Regions from separate parts of the Sus scrofa genome. Here region 2 is linked to region 1. Evidence: chromatin contacts called from public Hi-C data. All regions are on one chromosome and are shown on one strand. Each heading gives the region's core, a stretch centred on a gene start, on an enhancer-like site or on the middle of the called end of the contact. The rest is flanking DNA. Distances are from core to core; before and after follow the strand shown. Region 1 holds the start of CD300C (CD300c molecule). Region 2 holds the start of CD300A (CMRF35-like molecule 8).

Region 1 (6,439 bases), core at 2,222-4,721:
CCAACCCCTGTGCCCAGGTCCCAAGGCCAGGACAGTCCACAGCAAGATCAACTCTGGTCGGGGCAGCCGCACCCTCAGGACCTCTGCCCCCCTCTCCCTGCTTCATCGCCCTGGAGGATGAGGACCCTGGACACAAGGAAGGTCATGGCCAGTGGACTGATGCGAGGCAGACCCAGGGATCCAGGCCCTGACCCCAGAGGAGGATTTCTTCGTGAGCCTCCACGTTTGGGGGTTACCCTTTGTGGGGTACAGTCATCAATAATGGGGTCATTTGTTTTACATTTGCTCTCCTGGAGACAGCATTTCCCACGGGGAAAGAGACTCTTTGCTCTACTCATGGGGACAAACTGGTCCCCGCCTGGTGCCTCCAAAAGTCAAGGCAGCCCTTCAAAGTCCACCTGAGTTGATGGAATAAATGAATGACACCCCCCCACACACCCAGAGTTCTCTCCCTCCTCAGAGGCCTGGGTTCTTTAAGAAGATGACACTTCTGACCAGGGCCTGGGGGAGACAGGGGACGGGGTGCAGGGGCCCCCACAGCCCAGAGCGCTGCCTCCTGCCCTGCCAGGCTGGGATCCTGGAGGCTCCTTTGGTGGGGTGTTTGCAGTCACTCTTCCCTCCGCCTGGACCCCAGTTTCTGTAGGTGCCTGAATGGCTGGCTCCCCAAATGCCACAGCCAGCCCTCCCTGATTATTGGGTATTAAAGAGCAGCTCCAATCACAATATTTCTCCATAGTGTTTATCACAGAATGCCAGATTTATACCCTGACTGTGTGTTCATTTGTTCATGGTGTGAATTTTCCTTTAGATCACATCTTTTTTTTTTTTTTTTTTTTTTTTTTTGTCTTTTTAGGATCGCACCTGGGGCATATGGAGGTTCCCAGGCTACGGGTTGAAATGGAGCTCTAACAACTTTTGTCAGAGCGAGAACCTGTCCAGTGGCTATCAGCTGAAGAAGGATCTTCAGAGTTAGGTGCGGAATTGAGTGAAGGACTTGGAGGTGGGAGACACGAAGCCCTCTACCCTGATCCCTCACCCGGAAGACAAATCCCCCAGGTGCCAAGTCCTGGGATGCGGGCCCTTACCGAGGGTGTTGTCCGGGGTCCTGGGATGCAGGGCCCTTTCCAAGGTTGTTGGCCATGGTCTCCCGCTCAGACACGAAGCTCCAGGTGGTTGCTGGCAGGGTCGTGGGAGGCCCTGGCATGCTTGGGGGCCTGCTGGTGCCGAGGGCTGAGGGAGGAGCATATGTCAGGCCCTGTGCCTTTCCCTGGGGTCCCCACTCTCCATCACTGGTATGGCTCTGACTCATGCGGTCAAGGTCACTCAGGCCATCTGGACAGATGTGCTCTGTCCAGCAGCCACACTCAGGCCTGACCGCACCCTGGACCCCCCTCTCCGGCCCCTCTCCAAGGGCACCTGGCCAGGTGGGCGTTTCAGGTGCAGAGTCGAGAGAAAGAGGAAAAGGTAGGGCCCACCTTGGGGGTGGGGGGCAGGGCGATGTCCCCCAGAGGGACATGGGAAGCCCCACTCTGGGGTGGGGGGCTCTTTCTGTGCTTTCCTTGAGGTTTCGTGAAGCCTCCAGAAACACAAGAGGTCCTTTTAGAAAAGTCTGGGGTCATTGGTGCCCTGAGGGCCAGCACAGAGCAGGGCGTCTCCTGGGAGCTGGCAGCTGGGGCTGCGGTGCAGAGGCCCAGTGCAGGGCTGGGCTCTGGAGGAGGCCCCGCCAGGCTGCAGGGTGAGGCCCATCTCCTGTCCCCAGGGCCCCGGGCTCATGTCAGCCTGAGTGTCATGGGGCCTTGGGAGGAGCCCAGCAAACCCTGTGGTAGACACCTGCTGGGTAGGTCAGACCTGGCCCAGGTCCAGAAAGAGACACCAGGTCCCCTTCAGAGTGGAGGTCCCCTCGTGAGGACAGCAAGGGACATAGATCCCAGAGGCAGGACACTGCAGCCTGCACAGTGCCAGGGTGCGGGTGCAGGACAGGCCCCACTGGGAGAAGGAGATGTGTGTGCAGACGCACCCTCAGACACGCCCCATGGCCCCGGCCACTGGCCACCCCTCCCCACCAGCTCGGCCCAGTCTTTCTGTGCCACTTCTTTCCTGAGAGTCGGGGGGACCTGGTGCTGGGTGTGAGGGGAGGGGTGCGGGGCTCACCTGGAAACACAACCACCTCCACCTCATGGGTGGGGTCAACTGAAAATTGTGCAGTGATCCCGCAACAGTACGTCCCTGCATCCTCCTCTGTGAGCCTCTCCAAGGTCACTGTGAAGGTGAGGTTGGCAGGATCGTCCCTGATGGACACGCGGCCTCTCCTCACTTCTCTCGCTGACTCCGTGGTCTCCACAATGTGCTTCCACGAGAGGAAGCATGGGGATTTGTCCCAATATTTCTTATCGTCGATGTATTCCTCCTCGTACCGACACTGCACGCTCAGGGATCCCCCCTTGGTGCCCATCGCAGTTGGGGGGCCACTCAGGGACAAACAGCCTGGAAGACACAGCGAGTCCAGCTCCTCACCAGGTGGGTCTGGGTCGGGGGAGCCCTGGGGCTGAGGGTCCCTCAAGGGTCCTTGGGGTCTGAGGAGGCCAAGGCTACAGGCAGGCCTTTCCTCAGCTCCAGGGGAGGATGGTGGGGGGGGAACAGCTCCCCCTCACAGAGGAGAGGGTGTCCGTGGAGTCAGGAAGGGCCCAGGATGGGGACACTCTGTGTGTGTGTGTGTGTGTGTGTGTGTGTGTGTGTGGTGCCCCAAGATGGCATCTCTGACTGTGACAGTTGGGGTGGGACCATCATAGGTGCCCCCTGCAGCTGCTCTGTCCAGCACAGTGAACAAGACTCACCTGCTTTGTGCCCTGAATCCTCGTGGGCCCTGCTGAGGCAGGTGCTGGCTCCTTCTGGGAGCTTCTCAGCCTCCTCTCCCTGCCCCCACCACTGCCCCCTCTCCCTCTCCCACCTCCCCTCCCTCCCTCCCTCCCTCCTCCCCACTGCCACCCCCTGCCCCATCCGCTCTCCCAGAAAGGGCTGAGCCCCTCACCTGGGACCCGGAGAAGCAGCAGAGCTGAAGGCAGCCACACGGCCCCCACCCTCGGGGTCATCTCTCCAGCACGGATGTCCCCTGCAGCAGTGCCAGACCCTGGAAGGGGACAAGGTCGAGCCTCCTCAGAGGATTCACCCCAAGTCCTCACTTCTGCTTTTCTGGGGCTCTGTGCGTCCTTGTCCAGCCCGAGTCAGGTCGGATGAGCAGGCAGGAAGGTGGCCAGGGCCCGGGAAGCTTCGGGAGAGAAGCAGCTCGGTGGGGCCAGGTCCTGGGACCTGGAGCCCTGGGCTTCTCTCAATCCAGTGAATGGACACGACCAAGGTCACCGTGTTGGGGAGGAGCCGTCCCCTCCCCAGAGCCCATGGCAGCTGCTCTCTTTCTCCCAGGGGCCCCCGCACAGCAGGGCCAAGCTGGGTTCCTTTCCCTGGCCCCGCCCTCTGTGATATGTCACTTCCTTAGGGTCAGGATGCACAATCCCCAGAGTAGGTGCCACCCTCATCCTTCCTCTCTGGCCTTGGTGGTGACCCCAGAGGGTCTGTGTCCCCTCAGACTGCAGCTCCAGGCACCCACGAGAGCTCTGCCCCTGTGGGACCCCCAGCTCTTCTTCTGGTCACACAAGTTGGCACCATGACCTCAGATGCCTCCACAAGTCCCATCTGGGTTCTGGGTATGCATCCCATAGGCTTTGATTTCCCGGATGCCCCAGACTAGAAGCACAGCAGCTCCACCCGGCCTCTGCTTATGTCACTTTTGACTCTTCCTTCTTCTTCTTCTTCTTTTATTTTTTATTTTTGGCTTTCTAGGGCCACACCCGAGGCACATGGAAGTTCCCAGGCGAGGGGTCAAATCGGAGCTATAGCCAACGGCCTACACCACAGCCACAGCAACGCCGGATCTGAGCCAAACTGGCGACCCACACCACAGCTCACGGCAATGCCAGATCCTTAACCCACTGAGCAAGGCCAGGGATCAAACCTGCAACGTCATGGTTCCTAGTTGGATTCATTTCTACTGCACCACGACGGGAACTCCCCAAAACATGCAATTATTCTTCTGAAAGTTTGCTTGATTTTTTGGGTGGGAGGGATTTTTCATTTATAAATCAAAGAGTACATCAGAGTTCCCTGGTGGCTTAGGGGAGGTTAAGGAGCCGACTTGTCACTGCTGTGGCTCAGGTTCGATCCCTGGCCCCGGAACTTCCACATGGAGAAGACACTCCCCCCAAAATAAGAGTACATATATTCCTCTCTTCCTCCCAGCTACCCTTCTCACAGAGCAGAGAATAAACACACTGACAGAAGCATCTTATAAGCGATGGTTATCAGGATCTGAGCCCAGATTTCTCTGGCACAACTGTCCACATGTCTTTCCACCAGACAGTGATTTGAAGGGCAGAGAGGGGCCCACAGCCAGCCAAAGGGAGAAGCACAATCTTTGGAGTAGAAATAGAATTAGGGGTTTGTCAGGCAGCTGGTGGCCATGGTGACCTAGACTGAGAAACTTGATGGGAACCACAGTTTCCCACGTCAGCTCCACTCACTGTGACCTGTCCCTTCTCTCTCACTTCCCCAGAGCATCTTCCTTTCCAGAACACACTTCTTGCGGGAGTTCCCTGGTGACCTAGTGGGTTAAGGACCCAGTGTCATCACTGCTGTGGCTCAGGGTACTGCTGTGGCGAGGGTTCGATCCCTGGCCTGGGAATTTCCGCATGCCGGGGGATGTGACCCCCAAAAAAAATTTTTTTTTTTTGGTCTTTTTAGGGCTGCATCTGCAGCATATGGAGCTTCCCAGACTAGGGGTTGAATTGGAGCTGTAGCAAGGCCAGGAATCAAACCTGCATCCTCATGGATACTAGTCAGGCTCATTAACCCATGAGCCACTAAAATTATTGACCTAAAAACAGTTTCTGCCAGGTCCTGGCTGTGCTGAGAGGTTGGAAGATCCAAAAGACAGACAGTGCGATGACAACAATAATTTAGGAAATGTACTCGGCTTTGGGTGTGAGTTCCTGCTGTAATCGTTACTTGATGTGTTAACCTGCCTGGTCATGGGACACCCAGAGTAAACATTATTTCTGGGAATTCCTGTCATGGCTCAGTGGTTAACAAATCCGATTAGGAACCATGAGGTTGCGGGTTCAATCCCTGGCCTTGCTCGGTGGGTTAAGTATCTGGCGTTGTGGTGAGCTGTGGTATAGGCCACAGACGTGACTCGAATTCTGCATTGCTGTGGCTGTGGCCTAGACCGGCAGCTGTAGCTCCGAATCCAAGACCCCTAGCCTGGGAACCTCCATATGCCTCGGGTGTGTCCCTAAAAAGACAATAAATAAATAAATAAATGGAGAGATGTCAAAAGAGGTTATAAAAAATTGTGGTATATTTTATCATTATTTTAAAAATTAACGTGGTATACTTTAAGTACAAAAATTCACAAATCGATTTTTCGTTACACAAATGGCCGTAAAGTATAATTAATTGGGCTATCTAATGATCATTGGATTACAACTTAATTTACTGGTGGTTTGCTAGGAATATCCTTCCAACAGCTGCTTCCGGTGTTCCTGGGCCATAGGAGGGAGCATTGACAGTTCCAGGCTCTCGGAATGTGCCCAGCACGGGGCGCTGAGTCTCTCTAGTCCTGCCCCAGAGTCAGCGAATCCAGGAGAGCAGTTTGGGTGTTGCTTCTCAGTCAAGCGGAAGCCTGGGGCTAGAACTGGTACTTTTCCTGCCTGGTTCTACCCCCTCCCCAGGGAATGGGTCCTTAGGGCCTTGATCTCCTCCGGTCTGAACTGCCCACTGGGCTCCAGACCCCGCCTGCACCTTGGTCCCTGGCCCCTGACCCTGGCGTGTCTGAGTCCACGTCTGGTTTGCCCCAAGGAGACAAGGTGACCCCTTCTCAGACAGTGCAGACCGGCGAGTGGGATGGGGCTGTCAGACTTGGCTTGGAGAGGAAAGGCTGTCACGAGGCAATGGGTGTGATGTGAATACCTGTGGAGGCCGGGATCGGGATATTCAAATCACCAGAAAGGACCAGCAGCTGAGAAGTAAACCATCTTGTTAAAAGTAGAATTACTTGAATGTCCTTGAAGCAGTGAAGTAGTGAAGTTCGGCAAGTGGCCACTAGCGCCTCCTTCTGGTGCTTTGAAGAATTGCCACAGATATGCTCTGGTCGTTAGCTTCTGCTCTTACCTATGAGACCAGGAAAGAGAAATTCTTCTGTGCTTGAGTATCAGGTTGTGTCATCCATCCCCCCAAATGCCTCCAGACAGAGGGCTAGACCTCAAGGAAAGGCTCCAGCCCCTTGGAAAAAGGATATTTGGTCTTGGGTGAGATAGATTTGAGCTCAGGTTTGGACTCCTATTTTGGGTAGCAGTAGGGTGCGTGGCAAGAACAGACACCACAAAAAGAA
Region 2 (6,439 bases), core at 1,602-4,101, 49 kb before region 1:
GGGAACCCAGGCGGCTCCAACTTTCCTAACAGGTAGCACGTGTAACACTCAGCCTGCTGCCCCCCGTTACAGGTGCCTTTAACGTTGATGCTTGCCTGGCCTGGTCTGCAGCAGCCTTTTTTTTGGTCTTTTCTAGGGCTGTTCCCACGGCATATGGAGGTTCCCAGGCTAGGGATCTAATCGGAGCTACAGCTGCCAGCCTACACCACAGCCCCAGCAACGCCAGATCCTTAACCCACTGAGCGAGGCCAGGAATCAAACCCGCAACCTCATGGTTCCTAGTCGGATTCGTTAACCACTGAGCCACGATGGGAACTCACCCACGATGGGAACTCCCCGCAGCAGCCTTTTGCAACACACATGTTCCACCAGCTTGAGGAAGCCGCTATGATGTGAGAAAGATGAGCAGTGGGGTCACACCAGGGATGGGGGTGTTGGTGGGGGGAGGAGCCAAAGCTTCTGACCACCTTGAGGCCTGGGGAGCTGAGGTCATCCTCAGAATGAAACTCACACCTCCAAGCTCAAGGCCAAATGTGCCCCTCAAAGCTGATTACCAGAGGTCTTTGAAGGAATCACTTGCTGGTTCAACCCCATCCCCACCCCCGTGTCAGCATAGGGGCAGGAGAAGCATGGACTGTGTCGGCCTTTGCCTGGGGCTGCCCTTGGGAGGGAGGAGGGAGCAGAAGTGGGGGCCCTGATGGGGAGGGAGAACCGGGGACTCCCTAACAAGTTTATCAGTTTGGGTTCCCGTGGCCTCAGTTGCTCAACCCCCTCTTCCCCATCATGCTCCTGGGTCAAGGAGTTTGGGTGCCTTCTGCCACCTTCTCGAAGCCACTCTCTCCCTCCCCTTTGTGGTCACTGCCCTTTGAGTCATGGTCAGCTGAGCAGAAGTTAGGCCTTTACTAGGGACAGATGCAGGGTCTTGCAAGTAAGTTACCTCATCTTCCTGAGATGCGAGGCGTAGAAATGAGCCTTGTACAGGGTGGGTGTTGCAGAAGCAGGGACTTAAAGCATATACCAGCTTATTCACATGGCCGGTCTTGTTTTAAGCCTCCCAGGAAGGGGGCACGGTGAGTAGTAATAGTCCCATTTCACAGATGGAGCGACCGACGGCACAAGGGCACTCAAGCAGCAGGAATGCAGCTTGGGGCCTCCCTGCTCTCCTGACCCCATTGTCACCGTCAGGGGTCCTCTGAGGCCGGCTCCCCTCCCCCACCCTGCACCCTCAGCCCCGCTCCCTGGAGGGATTTCAGCAGAGACCCTGGAGTCCAGTGCTGGGACAAGACTGCCCCTGTGGGCACCTGCCCTGCTTGTGGTTCCTGGGGAGTGGGGAGGGGGCTGTTGATGACGTTGCTCCTTCCCCATCCTGGCGTGCAGACCCCTGGCCTCCGCTTGAACCTAGTTTTGGTTGAGAGGTAACTTAGGGGACACACTCGTGTCTTCGGGCTCAGTGGGCTGGATTTAATGGGCTCGCATCCTTTTACGTTCTGGTCCTTTCTGCTCCCTGGGAGTGGAGTTGGGCAAAGAGGATGAGAGAGGCCCGGGTGGCCTGGTTTTCTCTGGATCCATCTCCAATCAGTCTCCCTCCCGCTGGAAGTGCAGTGGGCACGTGAGCCTGGGGCAAGGGGGGCCCGGTGTGATCCCTGCTTTCATCTTCCTGTGACCAGGTGACACGTGGGTGGCTTAGGAGATAAAATGCAGTAATAGGCACTGCGGGGGACAGAGGCACAAGAGGGGCTTGGAGAAGGTGGGGCAGGGGTCTTCTGAGAAGATGGCTTGAGCTGGTCTTGAATGAGGGAGTGTGGGAGGGGGCGTGGAGAAAGCTGGGGATGAAAGAATGACTTTGAAGAGCCCCCCTCCTACTCCAGGGCCCCAGTCACTGTGAGTGACACTGAGAGCCAGGAGCAGCCCCGGGGGGGACCGCCCCTGCTGAGCCCCCCACCCCTACCCCTATTGCTGCCCAGTGGGCTCTGCAGGTCTCAATTCCTGTCCAGGCACCTGGGAGGAGGGGACAGGAAGCCTCCAGGAGGCCTCTGGCTGGGACACGGAGGGCTCTCAGGCCTCTGGCTGGGACAGCCACCCACCTGCTCTCCCCCAGCTTCTCCTTCTTCTCTGTCTCGACCACAGCACGTCCAGGCCTAAGCAGAAGAGCTTGTTGTGGCCATCACCTTGTCTGGGGACAGTGGTCCTGGGGTGGTGGGATGCCCTGGGACATGCCGGTCCAGCTCCCTTGGCCCCTGGAAGGTCAGGCCACCCTGGGGCAGCTTCCCTAGAGGCGGGCAGGAGGGCGCCGTGTGGGGAGTCCTGGTGTAGGGGAAGGCGGGGCCAGACACTGCGGGGTCCCACCTCAGATGCCGGCCTCACCCACGCTTCTGTGGAAGGGAAACCAGAGGCTCTCGGCCCTCCGTGTGCCCTCGCCCTCCCCTCACTGCTTCTCATGTGCAGTCCGTCCCTTTGCTGGGTGGATCATGCAGTGATTTTTTTTCATTTTAGGGCCCCACCTACGGCCTATGGAAGGTGCCAGCTAGGGGTCGAATCAGAGTTGCAGCTGCCAGCCTATGCCCTAGCCACGATCCAAGTGGTGTCTGTGGCCTATGCTGCAGCTCAAGGCAACGCCAGATCCTTAACCCTCTGAGCAAGGTCAGGGATCGAACCTGAATCCTTGTGGATACTGGTCAAGTCCTTAACCCACTGAGCCACAACAGGAACTCCTCATGTAGTGATGAAACCCCTAGCAGGTGCAGTCCACCTCTGCCAGGCCCCTGAAGCGTAGTAGGTGCCCCATGGTTGGGGAAGGCCCTCCTCCATCGCCAGCTGTCAAGCTCCTCTTCTCCCCGCCAGCCACAGACACCAGCTGCTTCCTGCTTCTGGGCCCAGCCTCTTGGCTTTTGTGGCTGCACTTAAAGACACTCCCTCCCTGGGGCCCCCTTGGCTTTCCTGAGAGCTCAGGCGGAGGAAGAGACAGAGCTGAAGGGGAGCCACCCGCCTCTGAGTCTGTGCTGCCTTGGAGAGGGAGGTGCTGCTGAGCTCAGCACCCCCAAATCTCTCCTGGGGCCCTGCGGTTCTCAGGACCCAATGCTGCTGCTGTCGCTCTGCCCAGGAAGCCTCCACCATCACCATCGGTCCCCCACCCCAGCCCATGCGTCCACCCTGGGGAGAGGACCCCCGACCTGGTGAGAGGCTTTATGGCCAAGGACCTGCCCTGAGAAAGGTGAGCAGTGGGGGAAGCGCCACTTCCTTAATTTTCTGACATTGTGGGGTAACTTTGCGTCATTCTGTTTCTCCATTAGGGTTTGTGGACACGTTAGGGTGAGCAGGATGGGTGTGGCAAGGATCAATTCCCCTGGCCCTTTCCTCTTGGCCGTAATTCAAGTGTTTCTCTACCTCCCTAAAGACAAGTGCATCCTATAGACTATTTATAAAGCCTATGTCTCCCTGCGAAATCCTATTTTCCTATCATTTTTCCTTAAAGTAAAGACTTGTTCCTTTAGGGAACAAAACTGGCTTGAGTATACTATTTCCTCACATTTGAGTATTTTTATTTTTATTTTAGTTTAATTTTTATTTCTTTTGTCTTTTCTAGGGCTACGCCCGCTGCATATGGAGGTTCCCAGGCTAGGGGTCTAATCAGAGCTGTAGCCTCCGGTTTAAGCCACAGCCACAGCGACATGGGATGCAAGCCACGTCTGCAACGTACACCACAGCTCACGGCAACACCGGATACTTAACCCACTGAGCAAGGCCAGGGGTCGAACCCGGAAGCTTATGGTTCCTAGTCGGATTCGTTAACCACTGTGCCACGATGGGAACTCCTGAGTATTTTTATAATTATGGCCCTTATTGATCCTTCAGATTATCTATTACTACTGACCTTTTATAGGAGCTGTAGGTTTGGGTCAAGGTCATAGCAGTGGTAGTGGACAAATTCTGGGGGCTCCCCACTCTTAACTGTGACAATTCAAGACTGTAGCAATAGCTTTTCGTGGTTGTACTGAAAAATATACATTTCTGGAAACTTTACAGCCAGAGCAGGAAGAGCAGGGCGATCTGGGGACTTGGAGCTAATGTCGGGAAGCTCTCAGGTGACACGTCCCACGTTAAGATTAATTTCCTACCCTCACGCGGACCTTCTGTGCAAGCTGGGGGCCCTTGTCACGAGGAATATGTGAGCGTGGGTGTATGTGTTGGTACGTGTGTGTGTGTCTGTGGGTATGTGTTTGCATGTTTGTGTGGGTGCATGTGTATTTGTATGTTTGTGTGTGCACACAGTGTGTGTGTGTGTGTGTGTGTGTGTGTGAGCTGTATGTGGAGCGGGGAAGGGGAGGGGGTCCCTGGAAGCCTACTGAGTCCCACTCTGTGCCCAGCCCTCCTGGGTCCAGTGGGGGCTTCACAGGAAGGAAGGTCACAGACCTGAGAATGTTTTCCAAGATGAAGTCATTCAGGGGGAGTTCCCTTCGTGGCGCAGTGGAAACGAACCCGACTAGGAACCATGAGGTTGTGGGTTCGATCCCTGGCCTCGCTCAGTGGGTTAAGGACCCGGCGTTGCTGTGAGCTGTGGTGTAGATTGCAGATGCGGCTCGGATCCCAAGTGGCTGTGGCTGTGGTGTAGGCTGGTGGTTACGGCTCTGATTAAACCCCTAGCCTGGGAACCTCCATATGCTGTGGGTGCGGCCCTAAAAAGACCCCCCCCACACACACACAAAAAAAAGCAGTAGCAGAAGAAAACCACTCAGGGGTCCTTGCGCCAACTTGAGGGGCGGGGCCTTGAGCCCGGGGTCTCAGGAAAAGGCTCCTCCCCCAGGGCGGTCGCACTGCGGGCCCCGCCCAGGGCCCTGGCTCCTCCCCCAGGGCGCTCACCCTGACCATCCGGACCACAGGGAAACCAAGGGAGTTACTGGCCTGGTCAGAAGGGAACTTCACCTGTGGCTTTGGGGGATGGGAGGGAAGGGCAAGTGAGCTGTGGGGGTTGGGAAGGGTCTCCTCACTGAAGTACCTACAGACCCTGCCACAGGGGCTGCGTGTGTGTCAGGCGCCCCAGGTGGCTTCTCCCCCTCAGCGACTTCCATCTTCCCACCAGCTCCAGGAACAGAAATGAAAAGATGCTGAGCAAAGAAGCTGAGAAGAAAAGCGGAAGTGGGAGCCTGGAGGCCTGACCCTCCTCCGTTTCCGGGTGGGGCGCTACTGAATCCTCCTGCCCAGCTGGTGCCTTGCTGCTGCTGCAGGTGACATCTGTGCAGGAGAGATGGCTCCGTGGAACTGGGTCGCCTGGCTGACCCCGGCTCTGCTGCTTCTCTGGCTCCCAGGTGAGGGTGGGCTGCCCAGGAAGGGTTGGAGAGGGAGGGAGTGCGAGGGGGAGGGCTGATGCTCTGACTCAGCACAGGACCCCGAATGGGACTCTCTCTGTCCACCGGGTAAGACGGACAGACCTCAGAGGGGGAGGGGCAGGGGCGAGGCTCTATCTCTCCTCTGCACCCACCTGGCCTTAAATGAGCTGCCATGGGGCACAGAGGTGGGAGGTCTGCAGGTTGGGACATGAATTGTTACAGGAAGAAGGAGGCAAGAGGCAGGGCGCACGTGAATGGGTGGCAGGGTGACCTTGAGTGCATCTCTGGTTCTTGGGTTCCAGGGGATGGAGTAGGCCTGGGACCAACGGGGGCAGGTCTCAGGGATATGGAGGTGAATGAAGAGCCAGGGTCGCTTGAGGGGCTGGGGCCGGAGAACCAGTGGGCCAGTGATCTCCAAAGAAGGGAGTGGGAGTGGGGGTGGGGGGAGCATAGGGAGGGGGGACAGCTGTGGGACAGGAAGGAGGGGGCTGCCTCGGAAGAAGAGAGCCTCCGTGCACAGATTTCCGTCCTGTGCCTCCTGGAGCATCCACAGCTCTCCTCAGACAGCTTCTGCGGTTGCTAGAATATTCCTAGACTATTTAATTTGGGGGGGGGGTCGCTTTGCTTACAAACTGAATGTTTTCATCAATTCTATTTGGCAACTAGTCGTCTCTAGGAATGCTGTGACTTTTTGTGTGTAAATCTCAAAACTAGCCTTCCTCTCATCACTCATTTTTCTACTGACCTTCTCATGTGTTCTCGTGTGTTCACGGGATCTGCCTGCATAGGGGGTCCCCTGTCCCTTTGGTTTCCTCTCTCATTCATTGATCGTGGGCTGGTTTAGCCAGAATGATGCCCAGGACCAAGGTGGCAGGGATCATGCCTCCCTTGTCCTGGATTGGGCACGTGTTTCTGTGAAGGGTTCTCTTCAGAGGGCAGCCACTTGGTTTTTAGCTTTTTTTTCCCCCACATTCGTGGCATATGGAAGTTCCTGCACCAGGGATTGAACCTGCGCCACAGCAGTGACCCAAGCCTCTGCAGTGACAATACCGGATCCTTAACCCACTGCACCACAAGGGAACTTCCGCAAAAGACCATCTTTGATTCTTTTAATT

Evidence for each region. A called contact is a pair of places that touch in the nucleus more often than the background predicts.
Region 2: a contact with region 1 is called in a Hi-C map of retroperitoneal adipose tissue, with 8 times the contacts expected there. The contact joins the promoter of CD300A here to the promoter of CD300C in region 1. A contact is called at or near these places in 1 of 5 promoter capture datasets (liver), 10 of 47 Hi-C or Micro-C datasets (alveolar macrophages, blood, embryonic fibroblasts and 7 more) and 1 of 2 datasets of contacts at active chromatin or transcription factors (alveolar macrophages).

What each region holds. Positions count from the first base shown.
Region 1 is chr12:6,629,110-6,635,548 of Sscrofa11.1, reverse strand. It overlaps CD300C (CD300c molecule), which reads right to left and starts at 3,471. Exons shown (of 4, transcript NM_001244303.1): 1 at 3,029-3,471; 2 at 2,152-2,484; 3 at 1,086-1,230. The coding sequence starts at 3,089. LOC100514068 (CMRF35-like molecule 6) reads right to left here. Exons shown (of 3, transcript XM_013980784.2): 3 at 5,386-6,439.
Region 2 is chr12:6,677,741-6,684,179 of Sscrofa11.1, reverse strand. CD300A (CMRF35-like molecule 8) reads left to right here and starts at 2,851. Exons shown (of 8, transcript XM_021066678.1): 1 at 2,851-3,211; 2 at 5,078-5,303. The coding sequence starts at 5,243.